Linked DNA regions of Xenopus tropicalis: region 2 is linked to region 1. A link is a contact called in public Hi-C data. All regions are on one chromosome and are shown on one strand. The core of a region is the stretch at or near the end of the contact, and the rest is flanking DNA. Distances in the headings are between cores, read along the strand shown. Region 1 overlaps nlrx1 (NLR family member X1). Region 2 holds the start of dpagt1 (UDP-N-acetylglucosamine--dolichyl-phosphate N-acetylglucosaminephosphotransferase).

Evidence for each region. Hi-C and Micro-C count contacts between places; a contact is called where the count stands out from the background.
Region 2: a Hi-C map of liver shows a contact between it and region 1, with 3 times the contacts expected there. The contact joins the promoter of dpagt1 here to the enhancer-like site in region 1. A contact is called at or near these places in 4 of 5 Hi-C or Micro-C datasets (gastrula embryo, liver, neurula embryo and 1 more).

The regions. Positions count from the first base shown.
Region 1 is chr7:80,395,366-80,399,853 of UCB_Xtro_10.0, forward strand. It overlaps nlrx1 (NLR family member X1), which reads right to left. Exons shown (of 10, transcript XM_031905682.1): 7 at 169-1,562. Among named protein-coding and RNA genes, the nearest start is that of nlrx1, 9.7 kb to the right of the region's middle. Within about 2 kb of position 2,481, at least 1 of the 11 cell types and tissues checked has an H3K27ac peak or open chromatin away from gene starts, as enhancers often do. A contact at or near this core is called in liver, where this site is marked.
Region 2 is chr7:80,537,168-80,541,495 of UCB_Xtro_10.0, forward strand. It overlaps dpagt1 (UDP-N-acetylglucosamine--dolichyl-phosphate N-acetylglucosaminephosphotransferase), which reads right to left and starts at 2,317. Exons shown (of 9, transcript XM_031905751.1): 1 at 2,073-2,317; 2 at 1,312-1,432; 3 at 894-1,107. The coding sequence starts at 2,218.

The DNA.
Region 1 (4,488 bases), core at 1,231-3,730:
GACCACTGCAAAACAGGGCAGCCCAGGAGGGAGAATAAGTACTGAAGTACTGAGAATAAGAACCTTGTGCCTAGGTAAGGAGGTGACCAAATTCACTTACTCAATGGGATTTTCTATGTGGGCTAAAATATATGTGCTTTTTTTGTGTTCCCTTCACCATTTCCTTACTTTAAGCTTTGACATCTTCGTAGTACTGGAGACAGAGCACGTATTGCATCAGGATCCAGATCACAGGATTTGAAGTTGGCCTCTGTCATGGGTTTCCCTGAGCCTCCCATTACGGACGACACCACTGTGCACTTAAGAGGTGTCATTCTCACAGCAGAAAGGTCTAAATCCTGCAGCGAGGAAACAAGTCCTGCTGTAAATGCTTCATTCTGGAACTCATACAAGAAGAACAGAAAGTCCATCAGCTCAGTAGGTGGTAATCGGCGAAGACTACACCTCAGCAAGTGTTTCTTCAGTCCCCGTGTAATCTCAAGTGCTGATGTATTCATGATTGAGCAGCCTAGCTGGTCCAACATAGCTCGATTCTGACGAGACAGAAGTCCAGCCATAAATATGGGAAACAATTCAAATGCTTCCTGCTTCCCAAACACATCTTCATCTGTATTTTGAGAGGGTCCCTCTACACCTAATATGCTAGAGTTGATTTGGTCTAAAACATCATCATTAAAAGCATCTTCTTCCCGAAACATTTCACTAGTCATTGTTTGGGCAATGTTTTCACGGCTCTGTCCACTCACCTTGCCATACAGCTTAGGAACTACACGCAACAGATTAAAAAGCGCAAATATACGTAGGGGAAGGAATTTTGACAACACATTGACCACTGCAACCACATCTTCTCCAGCTTTGTTAATGATATCAGAGACTTCCCTTCCTACACGCTGAAGGGTCGTCTTATTCTCTCCAAGCACGACATAAAGTGCAGCAAGATACTCCTGCATGGCAGGGATGGTGAACACAAAAGTCGTCTCATGACCTGGCTTGATACATGGTGTAAGGAAGAAATGGAATGCATCTGTACGGAAAACACTAAGGAGGTTGATATCCTCTTCAGAATTTAATGCAACATTAAAACAGCGGTTGAGGTCAGCCTCAGAAAAGCGAGTCTGTCGAGAACGGCAGCCCTCGTATGCTAATTTGCCTACAAAACGTGCCACATAAAGCATGAGAGAAATTTTGGATGGGTGAGTTATATCCAGAACCTCTCCGGCAAAGTTGAGACGCAAAAAACTAGTGTAAATGCCAGTCAGAGTCCTAGTAGGGTTACCAGGTTTAGTGTAATAGAGAAGGTGTAAAGTGGCACAGGTTAACCAGCAATACGATGGCAAGAAGCAGGCAGCAGATAGCTGACTGTGATGTTCTAGGTTCCGATTCAACATCTCTAACAAGTTCTCAGTCTCCCGTACATCAGCATCTTTGTGGCCCAAGCGCAAATGGAAATACATCTTCTGAAGCTCCATATCCGAAAAGCCACAGATCTCTGCATAACGGCCCACATATTTCCCAGGGATCCGCCTTAGAGCAGATGGACGAGTGGTAACCAATACACTGGCCTAAGGAAGGAGAAAAAAAGGTTATTTTCAAACTGCAGAGGGAACAGTAAGGTAACCCCACACACAAAAATGTAATCAGTGAACAGCCTCTTTGAAATCTTTCAATACCTGCCACTCTGGTTGTCCAGAGGTTAATAGTAAGGCTGCAGCATCCCCTTAATCACTTTGATTTCCTTCTCCTCATGTAACCCACTCAGCCTCCTCCCTCAGGAATTTGCTTTGACTTCAGGCTTGTGGGCATGCTCAGTTGTTCTAAGCTCAGATTACTAAACACGCCCTCCAGTCTAGCAGCCAGTGAAGAGATGGCATTGCTGGTTCCCATTGAAGCTCAGCTCTAGCTGTCTGCTTCAATTTTTTTCTCCTAACTTTCTCTCCTGAGCTCAGCTCAAACAAAGCAGAACTTTTATCAAAAGACAGTTTTGTCTGCGTGAGCCTGTATTCTTGATGAAATGTATGCTGAATAAGGGTCTTTGTGTGTATATGCAGTTTGCAGATTTAAATGTATCTGATTATGTATCAGAGGGAAAATGGCAAATGGCTGAAAGCTGCTATTTGCTTTAGGAAAATGTGATGGTGCTAGCAAACAGAGGGGATCTATGCAGTACAAATGATGCCATTTGGATGGGGGAGACATACCCAACTGATATACATTGTAGGCAAATGTAGGCTTTACATGTCCTTTAATGGTTCAGTAGTATTCAAAATAAGGCCTAAACCCACTCATTAAACTCTTGTTGCTCAGTGTAGACATTTTAAACTATGAAGTGAGAGGAATGTGCTATAATGCACTTGATTTTACAAATCTCAGTGGTCGATACAGCAACACTGAAACATTTTTGCAATCTAAACACTTTACTTCTGAGAACTGGCATCTACTAATTACACAATCTATTAGCAGGCATGGTTAATTGCAACATTTAGTGACTCACTCAGGTTCCACAACACAGAGACTGGTAAAACAGGACAAGCCAGAGGCTACCACTTCCTCTTTTAAAGGCATTTTGTTCACAAATTAAAGGGCCCTTGATTAAGTAAATTAATGCATTTTTACTTAGCCTGCATTATTTCTAGAAACAATAAGTTTTTTTAAGTACCTGCACCTACATATGTGGGTCTTTTGGGGGCAAGTCATGAATATTTAGCCTTATAAAAAGTCTTTATTACACACTTTGATCAGATAGGTTTTGTTAAAATATAGCTGTGCACAGCAGAGCGGATGTAAAACACAGAGCAAAAAAAATGGAATTTCAGCTTTGAATAAAACATTTTTACAGTTACAGTATAGAATCGATCTTCTTTGGAGTTTTAGCTGCTCACTAAATATGCTGCTTATGTTATGCTTTTATAAACAGTGCTTTTTAACCACAACCCTCCAGGATGCATCTGGCCTTTTAAATGATTTTATAGCCCCAGTCTTTTCAGGGGCTTCATAGACTTATTTGTACGACATCATCTTTTAAAAGGAATAGTAAAGCTTTGGCAACTGCCTGCTAGCTAGTATACACGTGTACCATTTAACATTGTCCATATAACCTGAACAGAGCAGTTAAGTCTTATTGGCAGCATGCTTTGCAACCTCCTCTGGCTTATCCACATGTCAAAAACACTTCATACAGATGGCCAGAAAAGCAAGTAAATCACTCATGCACACGTGTCAAGCAAAGGGTAGGAAAAGAAAGACAGCCAGCTGGAAATGGTGCCCCTCCAACTCTCAGGTAATGTTTATTGTAAATACTGCATATTAGATGAGGGATGGTCAATAGGCAGATTTCAAATAATAGCTGATATGCAATTAAAATAGGGAGCTTAATTATATTTTAAGCGTATCTGTCTTTTAAAAACAATCCAGGCTAAGAACACCTAAGGTCTGATTTAGCACTGCAGATGCAACACAGTACAGTAAACTGGGAAATTACAAATTAATGTAAAATTGACGACTGTTTTTCATTTAGTTTTTGATATTAACAGTCTTACACTGCCAATATCATGAATCTGCAATGCAGCTCCCCCTGCTGTTCTGTGCAGCCAGCCACCAGAAGGAACTGATGCAGTAAACATTTCCCAACAGTTCCCTTCTTAGTTCTGTCACTCTGAATCTGACAATAAGCAACACAGCTGAGCAGGAGATGCTTCCTGCAACAGAACCTAATCTTCTGGCAGCAGCATAGCTAGAACAAAAAGGGGCACCATTGTTTATTGTTTAGTTCCCTTTTAATGACCACTGCCAATCAGTTTTGGTCAGTCCACAAGTTAGAAAATGAAAGCAAAGATCTGAGCATCTGGTTCATTACCTACAGTGCTTTGCTAAAGTATTCACCATTTTTCATGTTTTCTTGCCTCACAACCTGGAATTAAAATGGACTGTATTGAGAGTGTGCATCATTTCATTTACAGAACATGCCTACAACTTTGAAGATGTATTTTTTTTATTGGGAAGCAAACAACAAATAGGACAAAATAACAGAAAACTTCCGAGTGCATAACTGTTCACCCCCCCTAAAGTCAGTACTTTGTAGAGCCACCTTCTGCGGCAATTACAGCTGCACGTTGCTTTGGATAAGTCTCTATGAGCTTGCCACATCTTGCTCTGGGATTTTTGCTCCTGCTGCTTACAAATATCCCACAGCATGATGCTGCCACCACCCTGTTTCACTGTGGCGATGGTGTTCTTGGGGTGATGGGATGTGTTGTACGCCAATTCTTTGGAGAGCTCCTTGGTCTTCATGGTGTGATGCCTCTTGCTTAGTGGTGTTAAAGCCCCTGGGGCCTTTCAGAAAGGGTGTATTTATACTGACAGATCATGTGATTTTATATTTATACTGACAGATCATGAGATTGCACACAGGGGGACTTCATTTCAATTATGTGACTTTTAAAGGTAATTGGTTGCACCAGGACTTTTTAGTCACTTCACTAACTTAGACTA
Region 2 (4,328 bases), core at 1,067-3,566, 140 kb after region 1:
GTGCAACCCTTTCAACCCACCCTTCCAACCACAGAACCCCACATCAACACCCGTTCATTCCCCCCTCCAAGCCCGACACGCGTTTCGCTCCTATACACGCGGAGCTTTTTCAAGGACTACTAGTAGTAGGCCTAGGAGAATCAAGTTATAATGGTTACTTTGTAAAATGAAACTTTGTAGCGAATCTTAGAAAGCAAGTTAACTCTAAGCAGCCTTGCATTTTGTTAGAGTTTTCTTTTGAGTTGTATTTCACCTTACGCGTTTTTTAATAGGGTTTTGTCCTCGATAAACTTTATTTTTTTTTTAAAAAAGTTAACAATAAACGTTAAGTCTTAATTTCTATACCATACATGATCAAGAAACTTACCTGATAATAATTACACTTTTTTGGGGGTTTTCGGTGCAGTGTCCTGAAGTCTATACAGGGATAACCCTCTGAGAGGATATTCCTGTTTTTTCCTTCTCCTTTTTCTGCCATAAAAGGCTAGACTGTCTGATGGGAATGTTAGCGTAAGGAAGACATACCTCCTGCAATCATCATCACGAGGTACAGAATATGTGTAACATAAGAATGCATCATGCATTGGTGGGTGTAGATTCAGGAAAGGCTGTGATTCAACAGAAGAAAGAAACCTATCCTATTCAATTTATTCTTGTTATATGATCCTTTTAAAAGCCATTTAAGGGATATTGTGCAAAAAAAAAAAAAATTGTGCCATTGCATTATACAGAAGAATATACTATACACAGAAGGAATCTGCTTAGAAAAGGAGTTACTAGCACCACCTAACTGTCCCACTTTCTGCAGGCCAGGCTTTGCAGGGGAGCCAACTGCTCTCAGCACGCTGCACTGTAATACAGGACTTTTAATTTATATACTGTATGTCACTCACCTAAATCAACATGAAGTCCCAGAAGTGGCCTAAATGGTTTAGGTACTACAATTGTGGTGTTTCCAAATGTGGTAAAGTAGACCATAAGAAGTGGCAATGAGGCTGCAGTGGGGAGTAGCAATTTGTGGCGCCAGCGAAGGTTCAAAACATCATCAGCGAAACCCAGAAAGATCATACAGCAGATGGCAAGTAAGGAACCAATAAGTGCTACAAACTGAGAGAAGTTGGAGTTGTGTGAGTATGTTTCTGTAAAAATGCAATTGCAAGAAATGAGGACAACAAAAAAAAGGCTACTAAAAAGAATCTAAGAAATTACGGAGAGGAAATTACAAGTAAGTGACAGAAATATGTAAGATGGACTACATAGTTAATGCAGTGGGGAAAGGTGTGGGGGCTACAGAACTGGATGCTACATCACCTCATGATGTGGAAACTCTTTGCATTGCTCTTCCACAAAACAGCTGAGGAAGGGTACAGGAATGAAGAAGAACAGTATGAGAAGAAAAACTGCCCCACTGATAACACCTTGAGACTCCGGGCTGAAAAAAAAACATACATAGGGGGTAAATTAATAAAAACTCCAGTGTTCAGGAACTCATAAATCTGCTTTTTATAATATTTATGGCTTTCACAATACAGCTGTCAAAACTTTTAAGCAGTTTATACATACCGTGTTTTCATATGCATAATACATTTTGTGTTTATAGAAGTGCAGTGAAAGACTTTAGTAGAAGATATATCATAGGGTGCAGGAACATGTAGTCATGGATCATATAACACATATGCAACTATAGCCAAGTCCAAATATAAAAACTTTGTGAAATTATTCTTGAAATCTATGTTGTCACGTTTTTATTCTGAATAAACAAAACCCTATATTATGATTTGTATTTATGTTTTAAGTTTGGGAAATGTTAAAGAAATGTGGCATCAGGCCCAGACTGGCACACTGTGGAAAAAAATGCTTAAGGGGCTGCTGTGTGATGCCATACACAGCCACTATCTATTGGGCTGCTGGGGGACTATTTGGGCCTCCTTGTACTTGAAATGCCAGGGACCATTTTGAATCCCAGTCTGGACCTGTGTGGCATGTACAAATGTTTCGGCACCTTTATATTTGTATGACCCAGTCACCACCACCCCCCCTTCCTGTTGTGGGTATCACAAGCCATTACTTACACCGGCTCCTTGGTCATCTTGTTCATATCGGTGCCGTATAAACGGGCTGCGATAAAGTGCTCCTTAAAAGCCGGAATAAGGGTGGCTGTGGCCAAACCACCTAAAACGGAACCGGCCACATTGAGAAGAAGCGGCACCGCCGGCATGTTTACCAGTGGAATATTCTTCCTGTTTCCTGTCGCACCTCATTGATTCCAACACAGCGGTTCTACAATTACTCCACGTGTTCCTAGAGCTGATTGGTGGGCTCAGAAAAGGGGGCGTGGCGCGATAGATACAGGAACTGCGTTTTACACAGCGTGAAGTCGCTCAGAAGTGACAGCAAGGTGGTTCGTAAGTTTTTGGAGCCTCCCCTAAAGCGAATTGTCAGAAGCTGGATTGACAGCAGTCATAGAGCGCCGCTTCCTGGGCCTAATGTTAATAACACTGTCTTTTCTATACGATTTAAAACAGAGACATTTACAGGTGTAGGAAGTCGGAAAGAGGGGTTTTAATGTAAGAGTTTATTTAGCAGTTGCCTTCTAGTATGTGCAATACTTTCTGGAAAGGAGACATCACTTATAGGTTATGGTTTATGCTGTTGAATATCCTGTACCTGACATTAAAGGGGACCTGTCACCCTAAGAAATAGTTCCAAATGTATTTCTATTGTGTCTGCTCAGCAAAATAAACTTCAAATATACTGTATTCATAATATATAACTTGTGTAAGGACCCATAGGGTTTAGCTCCCCTATGGATTTAAACCCTACCTCTTCACATATCTACACTGTTATTGGTCAAAGCCTTTGTACTTAGGTTTGGTTATGTAACTATACCCTATAGGTTTAGTCAGGTTGACCACACCCCTTGCAGATTGATATAGTATCTAGCAAGAGGTGTGGCTTCCTCTTTGGCTGCCTCTGCTTCTCAGTGCAAAGGACCACTGAGCCTGGGAGCAGACTATAGGCCCCAGAAGCAATTTACCCCAGAGTGACACCATCCACTCTGGTGAAGTCGGTGACAGGGCCCCGTAAATGAGGTTAGCAAGCATAGCAGTTCTGTCATAGCACTTTCTAGGAAAGTAAAATAGTGAGCTCTAGTAAGCAAGGGCAGTTTAATAGCCCCAACAACGGAGAGTTAGTTCTGGGAGTATTCTCCTATCTGGCAATGTTGCCTCAGTGTAGGGCCACGGAGTACAGATAGGTGACAGGTTAGAATAAACCCTGATCCCTACTCACCCGGAGGATTCATTTACTAGAGGTTATCAACATGTAGGACAAGATATCTTACCAGGCTATCTCCACAGGGGTATCAAGCTGAAAGGTGTCCAGACTCTACCAAGAGGTAGAAAGGTGAAAGGTGCCCAGACTCTACCAAGAGGTGGGATAAAATGGTGTACATCCTCTCTTTCTTCCTCAGAGTGTACTGTCAAGTAAAATCTACCTCTGCTTGTTTGTGAGTATGCGATAACCTTGCTTTCCATGTGTCTTGGACAATAAACACAGCTAGAGTGAGCTGTAGTTCAACTACACCCTCAGCTCCATCCAGGTCTCTTCCACCTAAGCGAAGGCCCATCCTGTTAAACAGAGTCGCATGTAACCCATGCTCTCATCTAAATACTAGCCTGGTTTTACTTAAATATAGCCAAAATAGCATTACACTTGTTTTATTCAGTCGATCATAGGAAGTAGGCAGGCACCATTTTGTGGACAATGTTATAAAGGCAAGCTTTGCATCATGCCAAAATCTTTATGTGATAGAATGGAGGACCAGATGTGGATACTTGGCACGCTGACACCAGAGCCTCATGGAACACAATTTTCCAGGTAAGCCAGGGTAGAAAATGCCAAGGGTTTGAAGGGGAGCACTTACAGCACCAGGTTTAGAACCCTGGGTAAGATGGGTTCACAATAGGTTAGGTAGAGGTGGCTGACACCTTGGAAAAAGGTGCCAATATCTGGGAGTGTAGCCAGTTTCTTTTAAAAAAGAAACAGTCCCTTGTCCATGTCTGCTTGTAAGAAGAATGTGAGCAATGGAAAAGGTGTCAAATGGTATGCTGAGTGAGAGTCCCAGTTGATCTTCCAGATCCAATAGAATGCTTTGGAAGACACAGATTTCTGTGAAATCATCATAGTATGTATTACCTCTGAAGAGAAGCCTTTCTTGCATAGGACAAGCAACTCAAGAGCCATGCTGTTAAATTCATGAGATTTGGGTTGAGATGGAGGATGAGACCCTGGGCAAGAACATTTGGCTCCTGCGGACATTGCCATGG